2 separate regions of the Zea mays genome follow, and region 2 is linked to region 1. The links are chromatin contacts, called in public Hi-C maps. All regions are on one chromosome and are shown on one strand. The core of a region is the stretch at or near the end of the contact, and the rest is flanking DNA. Distances in the headings are between cores, read along the strand shown.

Region 1 (7,834 bases), core at 2,682-5,181:
TGCCTGAGCTGGCACGGGCACTATTAGGTATTAGTGTCGTATAGTGCCGGCACGACACGATTAGACACTATAATGTAGTGTCTGGGCCGCTGATTAGGCACTAGTACCAGCATAGTACGACATAATTACTAATAGTGACTAATAGTGCCGTGCCTAATAGTGCTAGTGCTCTGTTGGGTCGGACGGCCACCATACCGCTTATCTTATGGTGTGAGGTGAATAGTCACATCATACGAGCTGGATCCTGCAGGGGCACACCGTGTGTCCGTGCCCTCTCCGGTGTCAGTGCGGTCAACACTCAACACACAGACAGCATGTCCATTTCATCGCACGGCTCACCGCATACGCCGGTCACGTCGACATCCACGGAAAGCCGGGACCCGCCCGGGTGCGGCGGGGCGGGGCGGGGCGGGGCGGGGCGCGTGACCCAAGTGCCCACGGCCCGCCCTGGCACCCACCGCACCGCCACATCCGCGCCTCTCGATACCAAACAGAACAAGCCGCACAGTGCGGTCCTGTCCTGCGTAGTTTGACCACGACGCGACCAGCCCCCGCTCCTCTCCTCCTCCCTTGCCGAAGCACCCCACAGCAGAAGCGAAAACGGCAAAGCCAGCCGGCGGGCTAGGCAGGCATGCTTGCCCGCTGACGCAGCTGAAGCGAGGCGACCCGCAGCCGCCATGGATCCGGCGTCCGAGGAACTCGAGCGCCGCAGCCGCTATCTCAGCTCGCTCATCCGCCGCACTAAGCTTAGCGCCGTCCCGGCTCCTTCTCAGCCGGAGCCCGAGCCCGGGGTGACGCAACCGACTCCGGAGCCGGAGCCGGAGTCCGCGGTGGAGAAGCGCGGGGAGGCCAAGGCGGAGCCAGTGGTCGATGAGGAAGAGAAGCGGGAGGCCAAACAGGCCGGGGACGGGAAGGGGAAAGAGATCAAGGGGAAGGACGACGGGGGTCCCAAGGAGGACAACAGAAGGAAGGTGTCGGTGCGGGTGCGCGCCGCCGACATGCCCCTGCCGCTGCAGCGCCGCGCGGTCCGGCTCGCCTACGAAGCCATCGCCGCCATGCCGCGCCTCGACAGCAAGCGCCTCGCCCTCGCGCTCAAGAAGGTATGCCACCGTCCTCCCTACGTCTCGGTAGTTACATTAGAAATGCGGGTAGTGCAGTTATGCATTTGGGTTTGATTCGGGTAGGTGTTACTAATGATGAGGTTAGTTGTAGGAAATATGGCTAACTGGCTAGTCCCGAGGATGTACTCGGATTGGATATGGACGGATATTAGTCATAGCCTCATACCATATTTGTTTTCACATTTTCTCTTCAAATTCAGATCGGATACGGATATTATCGAGTTGTGTCGGATAAGATTTAAATGGATATCGACGTCTTAGATATCCAACTTTGAGTATATGGATACGGATCGGATATTGAATACCCGGACTCGAATACACGGATAGGATCTTGGCCCTCTTACACAGATCGAATTCGAATACAGACGAATAATATACGTACCATTTACATCCCTAGCCCCACAGTGGCTAGTCACAACTCATATCAAACCTTGCTGGGAGGGGTTTAAAAATCAGACATCCAGTTTGGTTAAAAAGAAAAGAGAACCAGTTTGACATTCAGTTTGTCCTCTCTGCAGTTCTTTTGAGATGAAATGCAAGTCCTCGAGGTGCTTCTGTAGTTGTGTGAGAATTGTGCTACGGCTTCGCTTTTTTATAGTTATTTAACCTTACAGCTAATGTAAGAGACATGCTTGAGGAATTCATTAGCTAGCTTTACATCCTGCCTACGACTCGTTGCATGCCCTTTAGCAAATTCAATTTTCCATCAGTACAGCCGAGGCGATCTGGATGAGGAAGGTGACAGTGTTAGAGATTTACAGTCATGAAATGCCATGTGTGCATCATAACTTATTACTTGAGGCTATTGCTTCCCAGAACATTCTTATGCTCTGTGTGTACAATAATTTATTTTAGTCCTACATAACTGTTTGGACTTCGTCGCTATGAATAGATGTGTTATAGGTTTACAACTGAAATGACTGTTTTCTCATGGGTTTTCAAGCTTACAACTTAGTGCAATATTATGTCCTCCCTCCTATGTTTATGAAGGCAGCATTGCTCTTCTTTTATATTGACCATTTGGTGTTCCTGGAAACCGTAGAAAATCATTTGTAGCTCTGTGCATCCTTAATATGATATATAACTGTTAGTGTTGACTCTTACTATTAGTTATAATCTGGGTTCTAGTATTCATTTCCATTAATCTGCTGATTACTTGAGGCTATTGCTTCCCAGAAATTTGGTTGTGCATTAGTTATTTAACCCAGGATTTGAATTTTTGGTGACTCTGCGATTGATCGATCGATCTTCTCATTGTTAATGGTAGATGATATTGTTTCCATCTTCCTGCAGGAATTTGATACGGCATATGGTCCTGCTTGGCATTGCATTGTTGGAACAAGCTTTGGTTCCTATGTCACTCACTCCCTGGGAGGTTTCTTGTACTTCTCTGTTGACAAGGCCTACATTCTTCTCTTCAGAACAGCTGTTGAGCCACTAGTCCGTCCGCGATGAGGGGCCATGAAACAGTCAACTAGCTGGCGCATTCTGTATTCGACATTTAACTGCAGAAGGTTAAGAGGAGTAGAACCACTATCGCCCTCGGTGCAAATATGTAGACCTAATCTGCTGTAACTAGTTTTTCCATGTACTCTGCACAGATCTGCCATGTAAACCTTCAACTTTAGCAATCGGAGCTGTAACTCGACTCAATTCTTCAGGGCGTGTTTAGATGCCAGGGAACTCCCACGCCTGGGGACGCTGCTTGTGCCTGGAGCAACCCATTTGCATCCTGTATTGTGTTGTAACCTTAGTCGGACGTAGAGATTTGAGATTCAATCATCGGTTCTGATCGATGCTCCATATATGATCTGCGCGCTTTTAACTGGCTTCTAGATTCAGAAAGAATGTTTAGTGTCACATGTTCAGAAACATATTGATAGGTGAAACCTGAAATTACTTTCTCAATTCCACCTCTGTACTAGTAGTCTGATAATCATTAGATACCTTATATTATTATGGAGCTGAGTGAGGCGAATGAGCTACTGTTTCATCATCCATTTTGTTCAGTTAATACTGTATTATTAGTATTAACAAGCAGCACTCATGCTGTCATGCAGTGCCTATCACTACTACATCTGAAATGTATTCTGTCGCTGTCCATTATAGCTAACTGAGGCGATAAAACAGAACGATGCAGAACAGACTAAATTAAAATGGTGCAGCCATGGGGATCATCTGGCCCAAAACGAACGACGCCACCAGGCTCCAGATGCTACTGAACTGGACACCCCTCGACGAGGCACCATGATGGTGCTGCTGTGCCGGGGCGGGCGGCGGCGGCGCTTCCACGACTGCATGCATTCATTGCATAGTGTCAGGTGTCATCTGATGGGGGCTCGGGGGTGGGTAAACGCAACGGCGGTCGGCTACGGCTAGGCTAGAGAAGGACTAACCAGGCTCGTGGGAGGCCCCGGTACGGCAGCCGACGGGCAGGCCGCAGCGGGCGGGGAGCTTGAACATCTGCTCCCTGGTGACGTTGAAGGTGGCGAGAAGCTCCGGGTCGGCGAAGAGGCGGCACATGCACGGCATCTCGGCCGCCGCGGCGTTGTGCATGGCCGTGCAGCACGTGGGAGAGGGGTGTTTGGTGGTCTTGAGGTACGCCGTGCACGGCAGCAGCTCCTCCAGGCACGGCAGCGGCAGGTGCGCTGAGGGGGCCACGTCTTGCGCAGCGCCCGCCGGGGCATGCGCATGGCGCGAGGAGACGGTCTCGGCGAGGAGGAGGAGGAGGAGGAGCGCGGCGAGGTGCGCGCATGGACGCATCGTCGTCGTCCTTGGTCCAGCCGCCCAGGCTTAGGAGAGGGCAGGGTATGACCGGTGACGATGCGAGGTTCAGGGAGGTGGACGATCGCCGGGCCCATTTGACTTGTTATTTCGAGCAAAAGGCGGTGATTTTGCCAAGTTCCTAGGATCACATACTATATGTTTGGTTGGTGTAGAAGTCGAGCCAGGCCTATATGAGTTAGCCAGTACTGATAGAACTAAGATAAATTCATGTATATGACTTTGTTTAGTTGTTTACATAGACTCGTGTAGACTTAAGATAAACTTTGTTTAGATGCTTGCACGAAAACATGAATTAGAGAAGAATGTATAAATAATTTTTCAAATACGATAATAGTATTAATGATTTAGTTTTGTTCATAAAAATCTTAAAAATATAAATATGAAATCGGTTCGCTGATTAAATCTCTTAATTAGAAAATATAATAAAAAACAAACTAAAAAGCATTATCGTGATGTGTGTCCCTTATAGGCGGCCTGCATGCAGGTTGTATACCCGCATACGCAGCGATCGGCTTACTATGTGGAGCCCTACTCACCAGCTTTTTTGTATGCAGTGTGCCTGCATTCACTCATTCAACTACCAAACAAATCAGGCTTTAAAACTCCGCGCATGCAGCTGCACGCTGGCACCGGTGAACCAATCACGCGGATAGTGGAGCGGCTAAAGAACACACTCTTGAATAAAAAAAAGAATGCAAGTCTCCTTTTTAAGGAACTAAACAATTTCAAACTTAATCAACTATATACAGAAAATAGCTAACACCTCACATCTAGAGTGTGTAATGAGTATCACTGAAATATATTTTTTATAACAAAAAATATTTAAAGATAGAAATATTAATATTGTTTTTAATAAATAAAAACATTGTTTGACTCCTCGACCATGAAATGAGATTTTACATTAGTTAGGGCCTGTTTGCGGGGTAATAATTTGTCTAGATAATAGATTATATAATCTAACTTATTTAAACTAACACTTAATCCAAAATAAGTTAGATTATATAATTTGTGTAGATAGTGTTAGTTCAAATAAGAAGATTATATAAACTAACTTATTTAAACTAACACTTAGTCCAAAATAAGTTAGATTATATAATTTGGGTAGATAGTGTTAGTTCAAATAAGTTAGATTATATAATTTGGGCAGATTATAATCTCAAACAAACATACCCTTTGTTCAAATAACTAATTGTTAGGCCTACTGGGATCAGAATAACTCCTAAACATTCTGTTGGCTCACTTAGGGGTTGTGAATCATCTAGTCCACTAAGTGACGTTTTGGTAATTAATGATAACCATATGTGGACTAACAATTCTTGGAGAAATAAGAATGCAAGTTGGACCACAGGGAGAAGATCCTTATCAAAAATCTTAAAGACTTAAAACATTGGTTGTGGATCCGATAAAGGCAAAGGTATAACATATGTTTTGTTTTTGACCGGTCACCAGGTGTTTAGAGAAGAAATTGATTGGATTAGTAGGCTAGATAGCCATGCCATTAAGAGGGATCAATGACAATTATCTGTGTGAAAATTAGTGCCCCAGAGCATCTAGTTGTTGCATTTGCATGAGGACTAACAACACTTCCGATTTTGAGGTTTAAAATATTTTCAAAAGAGTGTTTGAAAACTGAGTAAATTGTCTGTGTTATGGACAGTCCGAGAGAGGTGGCCGGACCGTCCTTGACCTACTCAGAGAGGTTCAAATGTGGTGTCTTCGGTGTGGTCCGAAGTGATTGTACTATGGACCGTAAGGGCCTTGGCGCCAGACCATCCTCAGTCCTGACTAGGGATGCTTCCGATTTACACAAGTCACTGTGTGCTTGTGCAGACTATCCGGCCAGAGGGCGAGGACCGTCCGTAGGTGCCAAAATGGAATTGGGCAGGGACTATATTGTTTTTGGTGTTTGTACTACGGACTGTCCGAGTGTTTGGCTCGGACAATACTGACTCAAAGTCGCGGATCGTCTGGCCTTGGAGGGCGGACAATCCGCCAATGTAAAGTCTCTTGGTCAATGCTTAAGTGTGTTAAGTTGCTAGGTCTCGGACCGTTCGGCCGGGGTCGACGGATCGTCTGTACCTGTCTTTTTCTGACAACTCTGATAAGATTGAAACGACCTTTATAGCCATTACTGGTACGGCGGACCGTCCGGCCAGAGGGCACAGACCGTCCGCGTGTGCGCAAAAGATGTTTTGTTTGCACATAATGGCTAGTAAAGTTTGGAGGCATATAAATAGAAGTGGTGCTTGTGTGTGAGACCTCTCTTGGCCATTCCTAGCACACATTAAGCACATTTGTGACCTTCCTACTCACTCACTCACACATATTGCTTGAGATTGCATCCTAGTGACTGATTGAGGGTTCCTAGTGCATTTGCATCATTGTGATCTTGAGAAACTAGGTGGCACACCGAGCAAGCGTCATCGACTTGTTACTCTTGGAGGTTGTCACCTCCTTGACGGCTTTGTGGTGTCTCCGTCGAGCTCTCCGTGATGATTGTGGAGGAGCCGTGATGGTGGTTGTGAGGGATTTGTGCCTACCTCGCCGGAGCGACAAAGGCGATGCTAGTGGAACCGAGGTATTGAGAGATTCCTTGTCCCTTGGCTCAAAGATCATGCCGTCTCTTGATAGAGGAGCAAGTGTGAACTTAGAGTCCACCTCGACATGGATTGGAGGTTATCGACAAATCAATGAAACCACTGGAAAAAATCTGGCGTCTCTCTATTTCCCTAGTACTTGTTTTCCTTGCATTTGATTGTGATTATTGAATTAGTATTCATTTCTAACATTGCTATTGTTGTCTCCTATAAGTTGCTTACTTGTTGTAGTTAGGAAATTTATATCTCTTGTCGTATTGATTAAATTTCTCTAGTGTCTTTAATTTTAGTCAAAACTGTCTATTCACCCCCTCTAGCCGATGTCCTAGATTCTACAAGGGGTATCAGAGCTAAGGACTCCATTGTTTGTGGATTTAACCATCCCAGAGTTGGACAAAATGGCTAGTAACAACAATTTGCACATTGGAAAACCACCACATTTTGATGGGAAGACTTATGAGTATTGGAAAATAAGAATGTCAATGCATCTTAGAGTAGTGGGTGGAAGGACTTGGACAATTGTCAAAGATGGTTTTGTTGTGTTGAAGCAAGATGAGCCAACATTTAGTGATAATGAGAATATTCTAACCAATGATTAAGCTATGAATGTATTGTATGATGCTCTAGACATCAATGAGATCAATCGAATCAAGAATCTCAAAACCGCTCATGAGATTTGGACAAAGCTAATAGAAATTCATGAATGAACAAAAATTGTGAAGAGTTCCAAACTATATGTGTGCAAAGGGAAGTTTGAGAAATTCATCATGAAAGAGTATGAAAGCATATCCGACATGTTCAACCTATTAAATGAGATTGTGAATGACCTCAAAAGACTTGGTCTTGATGTACAGGATGTGAATTTCACTCATAAGTTTCTTAGATCCCTTCCGGAGAAATATGACACTATTGTGACCATGCTAGTGAGAAGTGATTTGACCAAAACATCTCCAACGAAGTGTTAGGAGAAAGCTCAATGCCGACAACGCCATCAATGAAGCCCCTTCACTCTTCTCATCTTCACATTGTCTCATGGCAAAGGGTGATGCTAAGGTAAAAATCATAAATGACATAATTATGTTGATGATGATGATGGTATTGATGATGATGTAGTTAAAATGTTGGGTGAGGCTGATGAACACAAGAATAAAGAAAAAGAAAAAATTAGGACCTTGAAGAATTTGTATAAAAACCTTCAAGTGTCTTTTGAGATGCTAAAGACCTCTCACAACAGTCTAAAGGAAAGTTGTGAGAAGCTTTTTGAAGCTCAAAAACCATCTTATGTGCTTGGCATCGTGGTGGTCACAGATGATGTTGGAGTCACTTGTG
Region 2 (7,834 bases), core at 2,338-4,837, 750 kb before region 1:
ATCCAAACCTTCATTTGTGTGGCCAATGGAAGTACATAGTAAAATTCTCTTTAGAGTCTAAGATGCTACTGTCCGACTATATAAAGGAATGTTCTTTAGACTAGAGGAAGTCACTGTCCAAGTTTTCACAATAACCGTTTGAGTACAGAACAAATAAGATACCAATCTACTTTCGACTGTATATGCAAACAAACTTTTACGAACTCGATGATTTTTCTTGGCATAAGAATCTGATAGACTTATGAGCCAGAACAGAAGAATTTACCTTGTACTTCTCAGAATCCAGAATGGAAAATAAGTGAGGCGGAGAAGAACCCATGAAATAACAAAAAACAGAAACGAAACATTGGCAAGCCAATCACAATGACTGTACTTGGACATCTTCCCTACTTCCAGGAAAACATCACTTGCATCATGAATTGCCAATACTATAGAGCCAACTCTAGCAAATCTGGTTGACGAAGGAAAAGAAGATTTTAGTTAAAACATTGTCTACGAATTATGAAAGGAGTTAGAAAAAGAAATTAACAAATCAGCAATGATGACTAAGAAGTTCTCCTATACTGATACAATGATGTTGCAAATTCATGAAACAACAGCTAAAAGTTATTCAAGATAAGAAACATACCTGAACACGTAAGATAGAACAATCAGGACGACAGTAGCAACATGATGTGACATTGACACTCCAAAGTCTGAACGCCTTGTTTCCCAAAACATAAGTGCAAATATGGAATATGTGTAGAATCCAGCAGCATACATATATACAGCCTTAAGTTTCAATCTGAGAGTAAGGGCACAACCATTAGATCTAGAGCAGATTGAAAACCAGTGAGAATTTTTATTAAAAAGTACAGTGGAAGGATCAGAATTACTTTATCTTTTGATCAGGCCAGACCTGTTCTCCTGGTCCTACCCAAAAATATCTGGTATTGGTGAACCAAGGCTCGTTATATGTAACCGACAAAGCTAAAAGCTCTCCAGACAGGAAATAAACACATTTCCAAGCTGATTCCTTGAATTTTCTTATCTTCTTCCTTCCTTCTTCTGTTTCATTATTAGTGCTCTGATGTCCATTTCTATTTATAAGCCTCCTTGCAACCCACTAAAACATTTACAGAAAAGGAAAGCAGTTAGGTTGTTGATTAATGCAAAACTTTGGAAGGAACATCATATATATTTTTTTCTCGAACATGTGGGTGAGTTGATCTTTGTATTAAAGAGAGAAAAATAATGGACCATTACAACACAACCCCTATAATCTTAAGAGGGGGTTGCAAAAAAGAAGAAAATAAAAAACGATCACCTGATACAAAAGGATCAATCATGACCTAACGAATATCATATATCAAGTAATAAAATAAATGCAGAAGAAACAAAAATGTGAAAAAAGTAGACGGATCATTAAAATAAATGCATAAGAAACGAGGGACAAATCCAGTGCTAGAGCCTCCCACACAGTGGGATCTAGGGAAGGGATAAATTGAGGCAAGCCTTCTTCCACAAATGCGGAGAGGCTGCTTCGAACTGGCGACCAGGTGACTTAGTGAGACAGCTCTCACCACTGCACCAGGTCTGCTCTTCGTGGCCTAAAGAAATCAATGATTAAAATAAATGCAAAAGAAACAAAAATGTGAAAAAAGAGAGTAGATGGTCAAAAGAGAAATCATTCGAATACCAGAGACCAGAGTACAAGACAATAGAAGCATAAGTCTATTTTGAATGATTCTGAAGCCATACATCATGTTAATGTAACCCTTTTCCAAACAACATATTTCAAAGACATAAGCAAATGCGAACTCAATAATGAGAAGAATGATAAGTACTGATGAAAATGATTTCAGCAGGGAATGAAAATATCTCAAGTTGAAAGATAAAGCAAATGATAGAAGTGATTGTGCATCATTTTGTATAATATGTTAATAACACTTTGGTAAAATGAACATTTCCATTTTTCATCTAGTTGAACTTACCATCTCAACTAGCCTTCCCCAATTAGCAGTATTTATAAATGTACATAATTTATCCTGCTGTAAAGCTTTTAGCTTCACCAAAATGAATGGTAGAACACTGCATTACTTGTGTCCAAATGCTAAAATGCAACTGCTGACTGGCTACAATTACTTTCCAGGTCTGAATGCTCATACATATAGCTAGCACTAGAAAATTTTAATAACACCTTATTGCAAAACAGAAAACTTAACATACAAAACCAAAAAGGCACTTTAACAGATATAATATATAAAGCTCAGCGAAATTTATGGTCCCAGAAAATCATGAAGGTGAAGTGAACTGTTCTCACGCTCCACACCTGGAACATGCGTGATATCGTAATCAACAGGTATTGTAGCATTTAAATGGATTTATACTTTATTTTCGTAGCTAAAAATCCTCAACCAACTGATTAAAAAAACAGGAATCTCTTACTCCAGAAACTGTTGTCCAACAGAAGACCTTCTAAACAGGTCAGCCAACTAAAAGAGCAACCAACTGTACTTAAGTTTACCATACTAAAAGAGCAACTAATCCTAGAAATAGTATGCCAATTGGATGTAAATAATGCGACTCTCTTTTAACAAGTCAGTACGAACAGCTGCCAACATAGTGATGTACGAACCAACAAGTTCTTCAAGGGACCTGCTCGATGCAGCAAACCAACCAACCAGGCTACTCCCTCCATATCAAGAACCAACGTTAAAAGAACAAGCATCCCATGGACTCCCGTTACCTTCTATGCGCAAGCTGCATAGCATCAGCATTGGACTAATCCTGGATTCCGGGACCACCATTTCTCGTTGAGAAACATGGTGCCCATACGGTAAGCATATTTCAGTGAACATAGGTCGAGGAGAGGGAAATTTTGCTATGAGAGGAAAAGGAAAAGAAAAGATGTAATTTTAGATCTTGAGTAGAAGCAAATCATTTAAGCTTGATTGCTTAAAAAGGAAAAAAAAACAATGAACCAAATTAACCCAATGCACGCAACGGTTAGATGATGAGATCACTAAAAATAGCGCCTCCTTGCACACAAGACAAGCAGGTTAGCCGAGGCAATTGTACAAGCTGCGATTAGAGCCCGGGGACCCAGCAAAAAGTTGAGGCGAGTTTCTCGGCAGCAGGCTACGCGCTCGCGTCCAGCGCAGAGCCGAAGACCTTGAAACAACGGAAGAAAGAAAGAAAGACGGCGAGTGCAGGCGCACCTCGAAGACGAAGCGGTCGAGGAGGTAGCGGACGGTGGGGAAGAAAAGGACGAAGACGGGGAGCGCGAGGAAGTCGTCGTACGCCGGGTAGGCCTCTCGCTCCCAGTCCACGGCCGCCAGGAGCCGCCCCGCCGCCTCCCCGAGCCCCATCCCCGCTCCCACGGCCCCGGCCGAATCGAAGGTAATTTCTGGATGGAGTCCAGTGGCGGCGGCGGCCAGAAAGGTCGACGGGATTGGACCCGATTCGGCAGCTCTGGGCAGGATTCCCGCTGTGTGGCAACGCAGCGCTTGCCTCTGAAAGCGAATTTACCCTTTTCCCTGTTCGTTTGCCACCGGTTCTTCTCCCTGTGTTCTGTTTTACTCGCGCCCATCTACTGTACGATTAGTTTGAGAAATTTGCTATTTTGCCATTTGGCGATTACTTTGGGCCTGAGCCTCCCTGCGACCCTGCCGCTGCCGGAAAACCTGTACGGATAATTCTAAAAACTTGGGGATTTTCGCTAAGGCCTCGTTTAGTTAGACCGTTAGATGGACTAAACATTAATCCCTGTTTTTATATCATTTAAAGCTAGTTTAACAACTTTATTTTTTAAGGAATTCCTATTTTCCTAAAAAAATAAACTAATTTCTCTTGGGAAATTAATATCTCTTGAGAAAATAGAGTTACCAAACAGTCATCAGTATCTTCTTTTGTTAAATGGAAGGACTAAAATTAAGACTAAGGGCCCGTTAGGTTTCTTTAGTCCAGGACTAAAGTTTAAGTAGGAGACTAAAGTTTAGTCTATGTTTGGTTCTATGGACTAAAAATATTAAAAAACATTAAATGAATCATAAGAGGACCAAAATACCTCCTAGTATTCCTCCACCATCAGTGCAACTGAAATAAAGGAGGGACAAAAGGTGGAATTAATATAGTTTATTTCTTTTTAGACTGTCTCCAGCAGCGTCCCCTAAATTTCGTCCCCTAAAGGAATATTCTCTGTACTTTACAGGACACTCTAAAAGATTCTGTCCTCTATATCTTCTGTGTCTCCAGCAACGTCCCCTAAATTCGTTCCCCTAAAGCTACAGTGTTAACAGAATTCGTTTTTCCTTTTCTTTTTCTGTTTTCTTTGTTTTGTACCCATTTAATGGTACTCAAAGGATGCTAAAAAATTTGTAATCAATAATATTACAAATAATAATCTAAAAACTATGGTTCATTAATAATTTCGAAATGTACAAAATAAATAACATTGCATTTTATGTTGTGTGTAATTATTGTGGAAAAACGTGACACAATATTTGAATCGTATGAAAAAATGTTTACGAATTCACATGCTTCCACCGTAAGCCACGACACTTCTTCAACAAGCCATTGTCTAGCTTCGGCTGCACGACAAGAGCATGGCTTCTCTCCCAAGCCTATCCCTTCTATAAATAATCACTACTTCAACACTTCACTCACACTTCGCATACACTCATCCACAACAATGAAGCGGTTCGTAGATTCCAATATTTTTCTTAGGATGGCACAAGACATGGAAGATGAAGACCATGAGCTCGAGGTTGCGACGTACCAACATCGTAGGCGTCATGCACTTAACGAGTGTCGGTACGCTGGTTCCATTCCCGGTCGTGTTCGAATCCATCGTGACCATATCAGTGGTGATGCAAGAATCCGAGCCGACTACTTTTGCGCCCAACCGGTTTACACGGATGCACAATTTCGGAGGAGGTATGTTTATTCATACGCACATGTATTAACGCCCATAGTACGTACTTGACAATTGTACTAAAAAAAGTTTGCAATATAGGTTTCGCATGCGTCGCCATGTGTTCGAGCGTCTCGTTCTTGTTGTGCAACAAGTGGATCTGTACTTCGTTCAACATCCAAACTGTGCCGGTGAGCTAGGCCTATCTGCCCTTCAGAAAGTTGTTGCTGCCATACGTATCCTTGCATACGGTGTTCCTGCGGATGCCGTTGACGAGTACGTACGAATTGGAGAATCTACAGCACATGAGGCTTTGAAACACATTTGCACTACCATCCAAACTGCTTTTGGGGGGGTATTATCTTAGGAAACCTACTCCTGCTAATATCGCTAGGCTTCTCCAAGTTGGAGAATCACGCGGCTTCCCTGGTATGCTTGGTAGTGTCGATTGCATGCATTGGGAGTGGCGTAACTGCCCAACTGCATGGAAGGGGATGTTTACCAGTCGCGGTAAACACCCTACAATGATCCTCGAAGTTGTTGCCTCATATGACTTATGGATTTGGCATGCATACTTCGGCATGCCCGGTAGCTGTAACGACATCAATGTTCTTCAGCGTTCAAACCTGTTCGATTCGCATCTTAATGATGATAGTCCACCAGTAGTTTCTCCGTCAATGGACACGCCTACAACATGGGATATTACCTAGCAGATGGTATTTATCCGGACTGGCCAGCGTTTGTCAAGACAATCTGTCATCCGTATGATGTGAGGACCCAACATTTTGCCACTGTTCAAGAGTCTGCTAGAAAAGACATTGAACGAACATTTGGAGTACTACAGAAGCGATGGGCCATAGTTCGTGGTCCTGCATATGGTTGGTCTCCACAACACATTGGAGATATCATGAAAACATGCATCATATTGCACAACATGATCGTAGAAGATGAAGGTCCTTCGTCTTTGAACACAAGCTTCGACAACATCGGAGTTTTGGCGGATACTAGTCATGGTTCCATTTCGGAGCGCAATGAGTACATCAACAACAGGTACGACCAACTACATGATCCAGTCAAATATAATCAGTTGCAGGTTGATCTAATCCACCACCACTGGGCACGGCTTGGATCCGGAGCTGCTTAAGTATGAAGTTTATGTCTGCCATGTGTTAAGTATGTTTGTCATTGTCATGTCTAGTGTGTTATGTCGTCAGTTCTGTTAATCCGAAGCTAGTATGTGTTAAGTATGAAGTTTGTCATGTCGTCGGATCCGTTATTCCGAAGCTACTATGTGTTAAGTATGATGAAGTTTATGTTTGTGCTATGTGTAATGCAAAAATATGAATAATAGAAACAGATGAATGTTTCTACTAATCCGAAGCTGGCCAATGTGTAATGCTATAATTCACGAATGATATAAGAAGTCTACTATTATTAAGCAACATGACTGAGTTCTAATATCACAGAACATAAAATTGTCGAGTGCAGAAACATAAAATTGTTCTCGAAAACAAATAAGAGTACTTCCTCAACCACTACAATCAACTTTCACTTGCTTGACGACGAGCTTCCAGTAACCCTTGCCAGAATCTCCTGTTGTTTTGCCTCGTAGTACTGTCGAAGAAGGGGGTTACATTTTGTCAAATCCATGCTCAATATGAGAACCTCCTGTTCCGTGTCCTCCTTCACCTTTTGTCGTTCCATCTTCATCTTCTCTAAATTTAGCTTCTTCCTCTCCAATATCAGTTTCTGCCTCTCCTATTTTTTCATGAACTCCAACTTCTTCTCCTCAGTTGAAGCTACTGATTTGTAGACAGATAACCGTTCCAAAGAGAGCTCACCCATTCGTGTTAGGTACTCCGAATCAGTGGATGATGTGTTCTCTGATCTTTGCTTCTTTGCCTTTTCCTTGGCTGAATCACGACCAAGCGACCTCTTCGAAGTAAAGCTTGATGAGCTGATTCTTCAGTAGCATCACAGTCAATAGTATTTGATTGGGTACCAATTGGGTTGGGTGGAGGATTTTGGGTGCCCATGTGCTGGTCCATCCATTTAGGCTGATCCTTCAATATGGACCAGCAATGTAAGAAATGGAAGGGCTTCTTTTCAACAGCAGCAAAACGAGTAGCCGCAAGCGAAGTCTGCAAAAGAAAATCAGTTGGTTTTCTCGAACATTTACTTACAAAAGGCTGTTAGCTTCTTCTGAACATTTACGAACATTTACGTACCTTATCTGCTTCAGTAATGCCACTTGGGTTTTGTCGAAGCACAGCCATCATGTATCCAGCAAAGGTAGAACATTGAGTTTTGATACTGTCCCACCTGCTCATGAGAGATTTCGTAGACCTCTCTGGCATTGATCCTCTACGAGAGTTGTATGCCTCTGTAATCCAATTCCAAAATCCTTGACGTTTCTTACCAGTGTTCACAATCGGATCACAACTGACAGCCAACCATGCTTGACAAACCCTCATATCCTCTTCAGACATGAAATTGGCTAGCTTTGTGTGTTGAGGAGGCTTCTTCACTGGAGGTGGTGCTGGTGAGGCCTGGGCTGGTATATCAGGCGGAGGAGGAAGTGGAGTGTTGTCAAACTGAGTGCCATCATCCTCAGATAGGAAACTGCCATATTGTGCCATAACTTGGTTCCAATCCGTACCCATGCTGTACATTCAAGGTAGTCACATAAGAACCATGTGAAATGAAAGCAGAACCATGTGAAAGTAAACAGGACAGGCACAAGAAACTCAGAAGTGGTGCAGACTAGATATATTGCAAAGTTCATAACATTTAACAGACCACGTTAACATAAACATGTCATCAACATCGCGTCCGGATAGGTGTCGACAACATAAACATGACATAAACTAAACCACTCACTTGTGACACACATCTGTTGTGTTCACATACAAAAGACTAGTTGGACTCACATAAACCTAA

Evidence for each region. A called contact is a pair of places that touch in the nucleus more often than the background predicts.
Region 2: a contact with region 1 is called in a Hi-C map of ear, with 4 times the contacts expected there. The contact joins the promoter of LOC103653686 here to the promoter of LOC100284938 in region 1. A contact is called at or near these places in 2 of 25 Hi-C or Micro-C datasets (ear and tassel).

Annotation. Positions count from the first base shown.
Region 1 is chr4:131,385,561-131,393,394 of Zm-B73-REFERENCE-NAM-5.0, reverse strand. It overlaps LOC100284938, which reads right to left and starts at 3,931. Exons shown (of 2, transcript NM_001372151.1): 1 at 3,518-3,931; 2 at 3,122-3,415. The coding sequence starts at 3,884. The coding sequence ends at 3,273. LOC100284151 reads left to right here and starts at 462. Exons shown (of 2, transcript NM_001157048.2): 1 at 462-1,100; 2 at 2,415-2,926. The coding sequence starts at 678. The coding sequence ends at 2,576.
Region 2 is chr4:132,135,351-132,143,184 of Zm-B73-REFERENCE-NAM-5.0, reverse strand. LOC103653686 (ASC1-like protein 1) reads right to left here and starts at 3,587. Exons shown (of 7, transcript XR_565642.3): 1 at 3,201-3,587; 2 at 876-1,105; 3 at 629-784; 4 at 266-451.